2 separate regions of the Bombyx mori genome follow, and region 2 is linked to region 1. Evidence: chromatin contacts called from public Hi-C data. All regions are on one chromosome and are shown on one strand. Each heading gives the region's core, a stretch centred on a gene start, on an enhancer-like site or on the middle of the called end of the contact. The rest is flanking DNA. Distances are from core to core; before and after follow the strand shown. Region 1 overlaps LOC101736475 (protein bicaudal C homolog 1-A). Region 2 overlaps LOC101736753 (zinc finger-containing ubiquitin peptidase 1).

The links. A called contact is a pair of places that touch in the nucleus more often than the background predicts.
Region 2: a Hi-C map of midgut shows a contact between it and region 1, with 2.4 times the contacts expected there. The contact joins two enhancer-like sites. A contact is called at or near these places in 2 of 7 Hi-C or Micro-C datasets (midgut and whole pupa).

Annotation. Positions count from the first base shown.
Region 1 is chr3:1,904,655-1,910,946 of ASM3026992v2, reverse strand. It overlaps LOC101736475 (protein bicaudal C homolog 1-A), which reads left to right. Exons shown (of 20, transcript XM_012688490.4): 15 at 63-152; 16 at 856-989; 17 at 1,754-1,876; 18 at 3,225-3,351; 19 at 5,379-5,498; 20 at 5,856-6,292. The coding sequence ends at 5,971. Among protein-coding and RNA genes, the nearest start is that of LOC101736087, 8.0 kb to the right of the region's middle. Within about 2 kb of position 3,311, at least 4 of the 8 cell types and tissues checked have open chromatin away from gene starts, as enhancers often do.
Region 2 is chr3:2,011,045-2,017,652 of ASM3026992v2, reverse strand. LOC101736753 (zinc finger-containing ubiquitin peptidase 1) reads left to right here. Exons shown (of 16, transcript XM_038020140.2): 10 at 169-292; 11 at 1,595-1,748; 12 at 1,819-1,910; 13 at 2,057-2,187; 14 at 2,902-2,990; 15 at 5,151-5,291. Among protein-coding and RNA genes, the nearest start is that of LOC101736753, 20 kb to the left of the region's middle. Within about 2 kb of position 4,707, at least 3 of the 8 cell types and tissues checked have open chromatin away from gene starts, as enhancers often do.

The DNA.
Region 1 (6,292 bases), core at 2,062-4,561:
ATCTCCATAGATGAGGGTTATAGTTCACTCTATTGTCTGAATCTGCTGATTATGATTTTTAGGAGGCGAAGGCAGTAACGTCGGCTCCCCCTCAGTGTCCCCCATCAGCAAGACTCACAGCCCCGCGCACGCCGACGCCGAACGATCCCAAGGTATCGCAAATACGTTTAACGATACGAGTATCTCTTTGTTATTGTTTAGATGGGTAGACGAGCACATTTCAACAGGCGTTCAGTGGTTACCGGAGCCCATACACATCTACAACGTAAATGCCGCCACCCACCTTGATATATGAGTTCTAAGGTATCGGTTTTTACAATACAACTGCCCTAGCCTTCAAACCGAAACGCATTACTGCTTCACGGCAGAAATAGGCAGGTACCACCTACCTACCAGTATGTGTTCACAAGACGCCCTGTCACCGGAATATTTTTTAATTTATTGCTTATTGGTTGTACGATCTCACAGCCCACCTGTTCATTAAGTGGTCACCTTGAGATAAAAGTTCTAAGGTCTCAGTATAGTTACAACGGTTGCCCCACCCTTCAAACCGAAACACATTACTACTTCACGGCAGAAATAGGCAGGGCGGTGGTATCTATCCGTGCGGACGCACAAGAGATCCTACCACCAGTATCACAAGAGGTCCACCAGTAATTTTTTCCCTGATTCTGGCTTGGCCCGAATGGTACAGTACGCTAGGCCCATCGTCGGGCCGCATGGTGTTCAACGCGTTAATGATAATAATATGGTTGCACCAGTTTCATTGGGTCGTGGTTGGGAACGGAATTCTTCAAAACAAGCTCAAATAGATTTGTCTTAACGATTGGTCATCGCGGCGGTGTCGTTTGGCAGAGTTGGCTAGTATAATATCGGACATACCGCTGTCCGAGCGGCGCGCTGTGGGCTGCGAGAAGAAGACGCTGGAGACTCTCAACAAGCTGTCGCCCCTCACCGAGTACAGGAAGATGAAGCAGGAAGCCACTAAGGTAACCGATGCGGGACTTAACTACCACACGATCATACCAAAAAGGTTTTAATATTAATATTATAATTTTTTTGCTGACGCTACATCATTATTTGGTTTTATAATAGTACTGTTTTATTTTTGCTGACGCTACCTCAATATTTGTTTTAAAATTTGTCAATAAAAATTCACGAATCGTAATGAGGAATCGACTGGAAGTTGAACGTCTATTAAACCCGCGCCGCAGTATTTTGTGTTTTAGTAAATGATTAACATGCGACTCTTATGTTGGTGCTCCTCTGATGCTAGTAGGCAGCGGCTTGGCTCTACACCTGGCATTGCTGAAGTCAATGGGCGACGGTAACCATTCACCATCAGGTGGGCCGTGTGCTCGTCTGCCTACAAGGGCTATGAAAAAATAAAAATAAATGCTCATGGACATCAGAAATGCCAGACACAGCTGAGGACGCTCTGCCCTAAGCACGTCATTACGGATCCTTCCGATCCATTAACGGTGCTTTAAGGGTACCTCATCTTTGATCTCATTTCTCAAGGCGGGCTCCAGTAACCACTTGAGGCGTCGTGAGCTATTACTGAAGCTATTATCCTCTTCGTATATTTATGAGCTTAATATACAACGGACTTTAATTAGATTAGCAAATTTATGATGACAATTGAGCACTCTACCAATTCCGCAATGAAGGTGACAAACACGGACTGATCCCGGCTTGTCAATGTTTGCTTCGCTAATGTTTTGGATTGTGGTTAATGTTCGTTGTGTTGCAGGCGATGCGGGAGAGCGTGTGCGGCGGCGGGTACCGGGTGCCCACGCCGCGCTGGGCCGGCTACTACTTCAGCCACACGTCGCCGGGGCCCATCAACCTGCACGATAACGAAGGAATCACTTCGGTTAGCTTCACTAAAACAACATAATCGACGCTTGAAAGGCAAACTTGACTTAGCGACAATAACTGCTTTGTACATAGGCAATAACCATATTCGATACGCAAAAAAAATATATTTCAAGGTCTATTAAAATCATTTCGATCCTACAGCTACTAGCTAGATTCTACTACAGCTAGATTCGTTAAAATAAATTTTGTTTTCAGGTATTTCAACTTTAAATTAGTCTACTGTAAAGTTCACGCATTGTCGCTTAGTCACGTTTGCCTTTCACGCGTCGATATATTTGTCGGAGAAACCACAATTATTAACACCATCGTCAGACATCGTAGGGGCGAATAGGGTGATCGAGCTAAGAGAAATATTGAGTACACCAATCACGTTTGCTGTCTTAGAACAATTTAGAAGTCTTCTCTTGACGTTGGCAAATGAAAACGAATGACAGTTTTTAAGACGGAGGCACCGCTCTTCAAGAAGGCTGGTTGGTAAGTTTGATGGCGTCTACGCGCCTCCATCGGCTAGGCTCTGTCGTAGCACGAAGTTAGCCGAATTCCTACGATATCGCAATGGTGCTGCCATCTCTCGAGAATCGTGCTGCGTTTCGTTTAGCTACCAAACTAATGAACGAGCATACGGCCCACCTGATGGTGAGTGGTTACCGTCGCCCATGGACTTCAGCAATGCCAGGGGAGAGCCAAGCCGCTGCCTACCGCTTAATAATCTCCACAAGCCTCGTTTGAAGAAGGACATGTCGTCACGCTCGGGAAACACCGTGGAGGGGAGCTCATATTAATATTGTGACCGCGGTGCAGTAAATTTAAAAAAATTCAAAGGAGATACAAACACGCACCGGTCATCCGAGGCGGCTTTACCTATGGTGGTGTTTTCTTATTGCTGTGACCTTGAGGAGTCATATTAGATTCACCGGGCGAGTAGATGAATTCACAAGACTCTTTCACTTGGCGAATTTCCAAACACTGGCCCTAGCAAGGGTCAACCACCGGATCAGAAATGCGATCCACTGAAAAGATCCGGTGAGAAACGCAGTGGGCTGTAAAGTCTCAGAAGCCGCCGTGTCATTTGTACCTATTGCATTGTGACTGCACGCTTACTAGAGCTGCATCATCGAGAGACGCCTTTGCCTTTTCTTAATCATTGTAGAAAGGTCCATAAATTTGCTCGAAATGGTAAACTATTCTAATTGTATTATTTGTATGTATGTTGTTCTTTACTTTTGTTTTGTTACTATGTCCTTACTCACATATGTTTAAAGAAGTCACTGTTACTAACATTAACGGGGATAAATGAATTAATTAATCATGAAGTGACTATAGCCAGCTATGGTTGGTTGCAGCCGGAGAAGGCGTGGAGCAGACCCGACCTGGTCCGGCCCAACATCGCGGAGAGCGCGCCGCACAAGCCGTGCCGCTACAAGCAGCTGTACGAGCTGCTGCGAGACGTCGGACTGCACAAGTACATCGGTCGGTAACGGTCGGCCTGAAGGTCTAGACCAGCCTTTCTCAAAGTGGGCGATAACGCCCCCTTATGGGCGCTGCTGCAGGCCCAAAAATGGGGCGAGCAAAGACTAAGAAAAAAAATGGGGGCGTTGTGTAGAGGTTTGAGAGGCGATTTGTAAATTCATCTAGGATTCTTAGACACCAACTAAGCTCTCGATATAGAGGTTTTTAAAAACGTTGGCGCTAAAAATAATTTATTCTCAAAGTGAGTATTAAACAGAATAATTTTAGGAGCCGCTGGTCTTTTTTTTTTTTTTGGTCAGGAGGAAATCGCCGGACTTCCGCCCTTTTCTGGGGATACTGGGCGGGGTATGTCAGAGTCGAACTGACTAAAACCTCCTGTCGCTCAACAACCAACGTCCATACCTGGCATGAGACAGAACTCATGACAAGGCAAAGGGGGGAAAGTGAAGTGTTTAGTGCGGAGCACATCTCTCCCATCACCCTCCCCCTCGGGACGCCGGACTGGCGGTCGTCGGCGCCACGACCACCGGCCCTCTCGGTCGGCAGACTGTCCGAAGCCCGCCTAGATGGCGCCGGTTAGAGTGGGTTACCCTACGGAATACCCCGCTGGAGCCGCTGGTCTAGAACCTTTTTCCCTTACTTATTCGCTGGTAGCCTAAGGAGCTATTCTAGCTTCACGCGAACGGGATGTAGACCGAATGAAATAAATGAAAAATATCACCGAAAACCGACATCTATGTGTAGCGATTTTGGAGGCACTTCCCGATCACCTGGGAAACTATCGACTCATCTCGTCATCAAAATAATATTGATATAGTTATAATATATGATAAAATTGTGAAATATATTTTTATTCACTAGTATTCCAGAAATGTGGGTACAATACCAAGTTTATTTGCATTTAATAACAGTTTCTGATCCGTTGAATTATGTAATAGCAAAAGAAACTCCTTTCCAAACGGGTGTCCAGATTCCAAGAGTAGGACATTTCTCTCTTCTTTATTTATGTGTTAATAATATATTTTACATTGATTGAGATTGGTTCAAAACTACGACCCCCTGTACTATGGTATACATATATACATTTAAATATATACATGTCTAGATGGTAAACATTCAAACAAAGAGGAAACAATTATGTTGCTCACGCGTATGTTTACCCGATGTAGCAATCGAACCCACGACTCTCAGTCCAGAAGGCAGGCTGCTATAAACTGCGCCACCAAGTCAGTCGACATCGACGTTATGTGCCCAATCAGATACGGATATAAATTAACAAGAGGCTCATATTGAAGCCGGATATCCGCATCGTACAAGCCATATTAATAGTTCAACTCGCCTAATTAAAAATCCTCATAGTGACTCATTAAGGCACCCAGTGGTGGGTTTACACTACGGGCAGTCGGGGCAACTGCCCAGGGCGGCAACATTTTGAAAGTGAAATTTTTTTTTTAGTCTTATTAAGATTGCTCAATATAATTAATTAATTCTATTAATCAATAATTTTCTGTTTAATTGATAATTCAACAAATTCAATTCACCCATTATTTCTGAATTATAAATTGGGTACTTTTGGTAAAAATTTATATGAAAATGGCTTAATCAATTTATTTCCTTGGACATTTAAAATAATAATGGATTTATCTATTTTTTGGAATTAAAGAAATTTAGTTTGTTTTTTTTTTATGTAATATAATTATGAGTCACGCTTAGTGCAAAATTTATAAATTGTTAGAAAAAAAAACAAATGTTTTTGGAATATATAACATTTATCATATGATAACGTTTCTGCAAATACTGCAGTTATTAGTTATTTTCAGTTAGTGATTTTAATTTTGAAACTATAAGTTTAAGTAAAATTCCAGTATTGGGGCGGATTTTTTTCCGGTGCCCAGGAGCGGCATTAAGTTTAAATCCGGCCCCGAAGGCACCTAACTTAATGAGATGCCGTAAATAACAAGATGACATTTCAGAGTTGCTATGTGTTTTCTATCTATTTCATGATAAATTGGTTGGTTGATTTGTAGACATGTTCAAGAAACACGAAGTGGACATCTGCACGTTTGCGTCACTGAACGAGGCCGACCTGTCCGAGCTGGGAGTGACGGCGTTCGGCGCGCGACGGAAGATGCTGCTCCTCATATCCGGTCAGTCCCTACTGCGTCAGGGTCGGGGGGTGTCTGTATTCATTGCGAAACTGACATTATAGGCCTTCGATAACCTTTAGCGAGCAAGAGCAGTGAGATAAAAAAATAATTTATTCATAATAATAATAATAATAGAATAATGTGTCAAGTTGTGTCGGTACACGGTTTGATAGCGAAAAGTTTTGATCAACACCTTAAAAAACTTTCGTTATCCAGCTGGGTTAGGGGCCTGATACAGATACTGTTATACTTTAAGTTATCATTTGTGTAAGCGGGGCTGTCGGTAGCCGACCCCATTGGCAATCCCTGATATAAATCTTCGCATTTAAATTAATTGATTTTTTTCTTTCCTATCAGAGCTTCAAAAACAGTCCAAAACAATGAAGGGCCCCGTCGCTCCCGGCGCCGATCGGAAACTCGTTAGCTCGCCGCCGCAGTACAACACGACCGCCCTCTCTCAGGACAAGTGGTAAACAGCATTTAGAGGGACGTTTAAAAAAAAAGCCACACCAATACAATAATATATTAATCACCAGACAAAAAATTCGTTCGATGCTAAAATCATTTACAAAATTAGACTATTTTCAATATTATCGTTTTTTAACCAACACACAGAATCGTAATAATATCATATATGATTTATCTGATGCGAATGAGATGCGTTAAACGCGAAGACTGATCATGATCAAGCTCGAGACTGATTCAAAGACTAATCGTTTATAAGTGCATTATTATTGTTTAATATTAAGTGAAGCTTTTGAATATTGTACTGTTTTATATTAAATGATCAATTA
Region 2 (6,608 bases), core at 3,458-5,957, 110 kb before region 1:
GGCACAAAGTTTTTGTTGCACTTATTAATATATAGATTACAAAATACATATTAAATAAATAGATAACGAATCGATTTTTAAGACACTAATCGATTTATTTGCTGTAATTCTTTGTTACTAATAAATTAATGGTTAAGAATCTTGTCTAATTTTTCTATTTCCTTGCAGGTCTCTTAGAACGGATAGCTCAACTAAACGCTCACAACCCTAGTATAGTGAAGACGTACCTGTGCAGCGCCGTGGACCACTACGCGAGCACGTACGGGGACCGCGGCTGGGGCTGCGGCTACAGGTAATACTTCACCACAAATAGTTCTTCCTGTGATGGTATTTACGGGGCCGAGACATTGACGTCGTGGGCATTTGAAGTCGTCGTAAGGATAAGACGTCCGGTGCATTCGTATCTAGCGATGCAACGGTGTTTGAATCCCGCAGGCGGGTACCAATTTTCTAATGAAATACGTTCTTAACAAATGTTCACGATTGACTTCCACGGTCAAGGAATAACATTGTGTAATAAAAATCAAATCTGCAAAATTATAATATGCGTAATTACTGGTGTTAGGACCTCTCGTGAGTCCGCACCGGTAGGTACCACCACCCTGCCTGTTTCTGCCGTGAGGCAGTAATGCGTTTCGGCTTGAAGGGCGGAGCAGCCGTTGTAACTATACTGAGACCTTAGAACTTATATCTCAAGGTGGGTGGCGAATTAACGTTGTAGATATCTATGGGCTCCAGTAACCACTTAACACCAGATAGGCTGTGAGCTCTTCCACCCATCTAAGCAATAAAAATCACAAAGAAAATTATGACCGAGATACAAGTCACGCAAAGAGCCATTCGAGGGACTATGTTAGGCATTTCTCTACGGGTTAGAGTGTGCAACACCGAAATCGCCAGAAGAACTGGTTTGACGGATATAGCCAAAGAGATTGCTCGGAGAAACCGGAGCCGGCCCTATATGCTGTCACACTCACAATCGATGGGGCACAAAAAGTACTAGAGTGGAGACCTCGTACTGGACGTCGTAACATGGGCGGATAAACAACGAATTGGATCGAGGAACTGTTTAAAATAGCTGGTGGGGACTGGATGCGAAAAGTAACAGACCGAAGAGAATGCGGTGCATATGAAGAGACCTAGCATTAGGTGAACACAAATTAAAGAAGATTCTATACGTTCCAGTTAATCTTTGACAATATTTGTTATGTTGTAACGAGCTCGCGGTCCGCTCACCGTGCAGCGGTTGTCACAGCTCATAAACATTACAACGTCAATGCGACCATTTACCTTGAGACGTGAGGTCCCTTTGAACCGAAACGCATGACCGTTTCGAACTTTGCAGCGGTATCCTCCCTCGTGGGTTCGCAACACGTCCACGATATAATCACATCAGTTGTGACAAAATTTCATCAGATTTCATTCGTGAATAGCCAGCAGACTAGTAATATGCAAACAGTGGTTGAGTTCGCAACCGAACTATCATGTCTCTACGTATATATCTCACTAGTTTGTTAAGCATTTTGGAAACAATTGCCTTCAATGTTGATCGTGCAAGAGGCATACCGTCTCACAAGATACCCTCGCAATACAGGAACATGCAAATGCTGGTGTCGTCCCTGATGAAGAACCCTCAGTACGCTCCGCTGCTGAAGTGCAATAACGAGAGGGAGTGCGAGTGCGTGCCCTCCCTGCCGCGGCTGCAGCTGCTAGTGGAGAGGGCCTGGCAGCGGGGCTTCGACACCCAGGTGACGCCGCACAGCCCGCGCCCCCCGCACCCCCGCGCCCCCCGCTGACCGCTGCCCCTTGTGTGTGCAGGGCTCGGAGCAGCTGGGCTCGAGGCTGTACAACACGCGCAAGTGGATCGGCGCCTGCGAAGTGGTCACGGTGCTGTCCTCGCTCAGGATAAGGTAACCCAGATATTTAGCGTTAGGGGAATTCAAAGAGAAACTGTACGGTGCGGTGATAGATTCTGCGAAGCACTGCTCTTGCTAGGGCCAGTGTTAGCAAACTCTTTAAGGTTGAGTCCGTGAGCTCACCTCCCTCCTGTCCCCAGATGCCAGCTGATCGATTTCCACCGGCCAACGGGCGCAGACGGCGGGCACCCCGCGCTGTTTGACTGGGTGCTGCAGTACTTCCGGGACCAGCCCGCCGCCTTCAAGCCGCCGCTCTACCTGCAGCACCAAGGTACGCCGCCTTCCCGCTCGCACCTCCTCGCTCGCACCTCCCCGCACGAACCTCCTCGTTCGCACCTCCTCATTCGCACCTCCCCGCTCGCACCTCCTCATTCGCACCTCCCCGTTCGCACCTCCTCGTTCACACCTCATTCGCACCTCCCCGCTCGCACCTCCTCGTTCGCACCTCCTCGTTCGCACCTCCTCATTCGCACCTCCTCGTTCGCACCTCCCCGCTCGCACCTCCTCGTTCGCACCTCCCCGCTCGCACCTCCTCATTCGCACCTCCCCGCTCGCACCTCCTCGTTCGCACCTCCCTGCTCGCACCTCGTTCGCACCTCCCCGTTCGCACCTCCTCATTCGCACCTCCCCGCTCGCACCTCCTCATTCGCACCTCCGCGCTCGCACCTCCTCGTTCGCACCTCCTCGTTCGCACCTCCTCGTTCGCACCTCCTCGTTCGCACCTCCTCGTTCGCACCTCCTCATTCGCACCTCCTCGTTCGCACCTCCCCGCTCGCACCTCCTCGTTCGCACCTCCCCGCTCGCACCTCCTCATTCGCACCTCCCCGCTCGCACCTCCTCGTTCGCACCTCCCTGCTCGCACCTCGTTCGCACCTCCCCGTTCGCACCTCCCCGCTCGGACCTCCTCGTTCGCACCATCTCATTCGCACCTCCCCGCTCGCACCTCCGCCAACCGCTTAGACTAAAAAGTGTTGTTTTTTCCCAGGTCACTCCCGGACTATAATCGGTTACGAGAAACACAAGGACGGTAAAGCGACGCTACTCGTGCTGGATCCCTCTCACTCGCCCTCCCAGGTAATACAATAAATACCTAATAAATAAATAAATAACCACAAAGTCACACTCGCTCATCTGGCTCTTAACTATGACCCCTGTACTATGGACACCAGAGACCGACATACTTTTACGTTTAAATATATTTACTGACTCAATGGTGCAGTTATTAGCGGCCCTGATTTGCGCCGAGGGTCGTGGGTTCGATTTCCACATCGGGCAAACGTTCGTGTGACGAACCGCTTTGTTTGATCTTTGTCTCGGTGTTCATTATCTATATATGTATGTATATTTTAAACGTATATAAGTATCATTACGCGCTGGGGTTCGGGATAAATAAATGTTCCACCAAAGTGTAACTTTCACTTAGAACACTTTAAAATTCTCAATTCGCTTCTTCCGCTTCGCTTCAGGTGATGCGTTCGCATTTCGCAACGCTTTTAAAGTCGAGACGAAATACCTAGAATCGTCGAGAATACTCTACAAAAATCTAGTATTGTGTGTTTCCGATATCTGATAATAGATGGCGCTGTACTTTTCGAGCGTTATAGGTGTTAGATCCTTTGAGGTTTGTTTCGGCTATTCGCCGATAGATGGCGTTACTCTTACCGGCGTAACGGTATGTTTGTCAGTCTCTGGTACACACAGGGAATCTTGAATTAGGCCCGGATTACCGTGCGTGATTTGTTCCTAATAAAAAAGCAATCTAGAGGTACTAAACGCATAGGTAGAGGTACTGAAGACACGTCTACCCGATGTGATGCGTGTAGTATACCACTGCCTCGATCATAGGCTTCAACTAATGCGCCGCCAAGCAAGCAATATAACAACAATAATAATTAGTGATACATTGCCGGCTCTCGCCCGCTCAGAATACAATTATTTCAGCTAAAATTTGTGCTCCAGTCATATTAAAGTGGTAATCTATTGTTGTCTTCGAGAACTTCAGTCCTTTTCACAATTTTATTACGGCCTACGGTAACTTGACTTTTTAGTCTAATTTTAGTTACTTCTATAATTCTCAGTAAGAGTTGAAGTTTTACGAAATTCGATTGGCGAACAAAACAATTCGCGATTGACATAACTTGCTCTAATTTTTTCCCCTGCGGTCTGCGTGATGCTGTGTACAACAATTACAAAAGTTAATAAAAAACAAAAAGAAACTACTTTGGAACCGCTAAAATATTACGCAACTATTTCAACCGCTTCAAAAGTTTATATAAGATGTTCTCAGCTTAGAATTCACATGTAATGATTATTTATTCTTCGGACACGCTTGTAAAAGTGTAGTAAGCAAACACCGTAACTTATCAATCCTTTAATTTAACTCCACACAAGTACATAACTTAATGAATGCAATTAAATGTAACGTTGGAGCATTTTTATGAGTTTCCGAAAACACGGTAAAAAACAGAAGGGCGCCTCATGACATGTGATCAGGTTGACAGTTGAGCTCCATTCCGGCGCGTTCATTAAAACAGCGCTCATTGAGTTTCACCCTTCACAACACTATGCGATGAACGGTGCAGCTTACCATTGGCGACTAGACTACAACCCGACCTCATGTCTTAAGGGTAACGATCTGGCATTTTGAAATTCCCCTTAAACTAAGCTTGACTCGATCTATCTCAGCTTGACTCAATGCTTCGTCTTCGTACGCCCTCTCCTTTACTAGATGGCCCTATATCTGGCCTAGATGGAGCTATATCTCGCCTAGTCCTCCCCTCATCACTAGATGGCGCTATATCTGGCCTAGTCCTCCCTTCATCACTAGATGGCGCCATATCTGGCCTAGTCCTCCCCTAATCACTAGATGGCGCTATATCTGGCTTAGTCCTTCCTGTATTACTAGATGATGCTATTTCTGCCGTGAATCAGTAATGCGTTTCGCTTTGAAGGGCGGGGCAGCCGTTGTAACTATACTTGAGACCTTAGAACTGATATCTCAAGGTGGGTGGCGTATTTACGTCGTAAATATCTATAGGATCCAGTAACCACTTAACACCAGGTGGGCTGTGACCTCGTCCACCAATCTAAGCAATAAAAAAATATATATATATATCTGGCCTAGTCTTCCCTTAGTCACTAGATGGGGCTATATCCTTGTCTAGTCCGCCCCTGGTCGCTAGATGGCGCTATATTCTCGTCACTAGACGGCGCTGTGTGTGTGTTGTGTGTCAGGTGCGGCAAGTGCTGTGCGGCAGCACGGCGTCGTGCAGCACGGCGCTGCGGCTGCTGCGGCGGGGCTCCCCGGCGCTGCGGGCGCGCCAGTACCAGCTGCTGTGCGTCACTGGGCTCATGGCCAGCGACGAGGAGTACGAGGTAGGGGAGAGGTTTTTTTTTCCTACCTAAGCTGATGATAGCCTTGAGAGGTTATTTCAGCGTAACCTTAACTAGTAGGTGAGCTCACAGGGCTCAAACCTGACGACGTTGGTAACACAAACCCTAGCAAGGGCCGTGCTTCGCAGAATCTACCACCGGATCGGAAACGCGACCCACTGAGAAGATCCGCTGAGAAACTCAGTGGGCTGTATCTGAGGGTTAATTTACTCGTCGAGTCCATCGTTGCAAGCGACGGGTTCGACGAGAACGATGACCGGTCGGGGAGAGCTCACTCTACTTTACCGACCTTACGAATCCCAATACCATAGACGAAACAACCAATGTTAAATCTTCATATATAAGTCTAAATCTCAGTTGAATTGTAATAATGGCCGCCCCCCCTTCAAATCAAAGCGCACGACAGCGTCACGGCCGAAAAGGTAGGGCGGTAGTACTATTACATATGCCCCTCAATAGTAACGCAATATAAATAATAATACAGACTATAGTAGAATTATTTTGTTCGTGCAGTTTGGGTCATAAAACATAGCCCGGCTAGGGCGGTGAACATGTTGCGCGGGCGCACACCATTATCGATAAAAACAAATGAGTCATCGAAGGCAGGTACACGGCGGCGGGGTGGTATACGAAGGGTGGTGAGACATTGTTATGTTATGAGTCATTTGTACTTACCTGCAAATTATAGTACATTATGTCGAAGAGAAATGTGTTTTTATGCATTTTTTCTCTGAATTTCTTTAGTGACACAATGGCTACTCCTTTGTTTTGTATCAAAACGGCAGAATTTATTCAAAATAATATTTGCACTTGTTGTTATCAACAATGTGTTAAAAAAATTCACTGAAATAAGAATAGATTCCGAAAAGTTACAAAGTGTTAATTTCTGCCGTTCTCGTTAACTTGCTGCGGCGATATGTGGTGTAAGTGTTCGATTAGTGATTTTTTCTTTCATTTTTATCACTAACCCATAAAATGACCACAAAACTAAATACACTATCGATAACGCTTATCGACAACAATAATGCGCATCACTATGCCCGTCCATAAGGCTCGTGAGTGGAAGAGAGAGCGAAATACTCGCTTCGCCGCTCCGATTTTTTATGACCCAAACTGCACGGAAAAAATAATTCTACTATAGGTAAGGCATTCCTGAATGCATCGTCTCTATACAAAAACGATTTATTGCTAAATTGCGGCACAACAGAATTAGCTTGAGCAGCGGAAACACATATCGTTTCCACGATATCTTTTATAAAATAAACTGTGTCAGTCACAGTTTCCTGTTTTTAAAAGTGC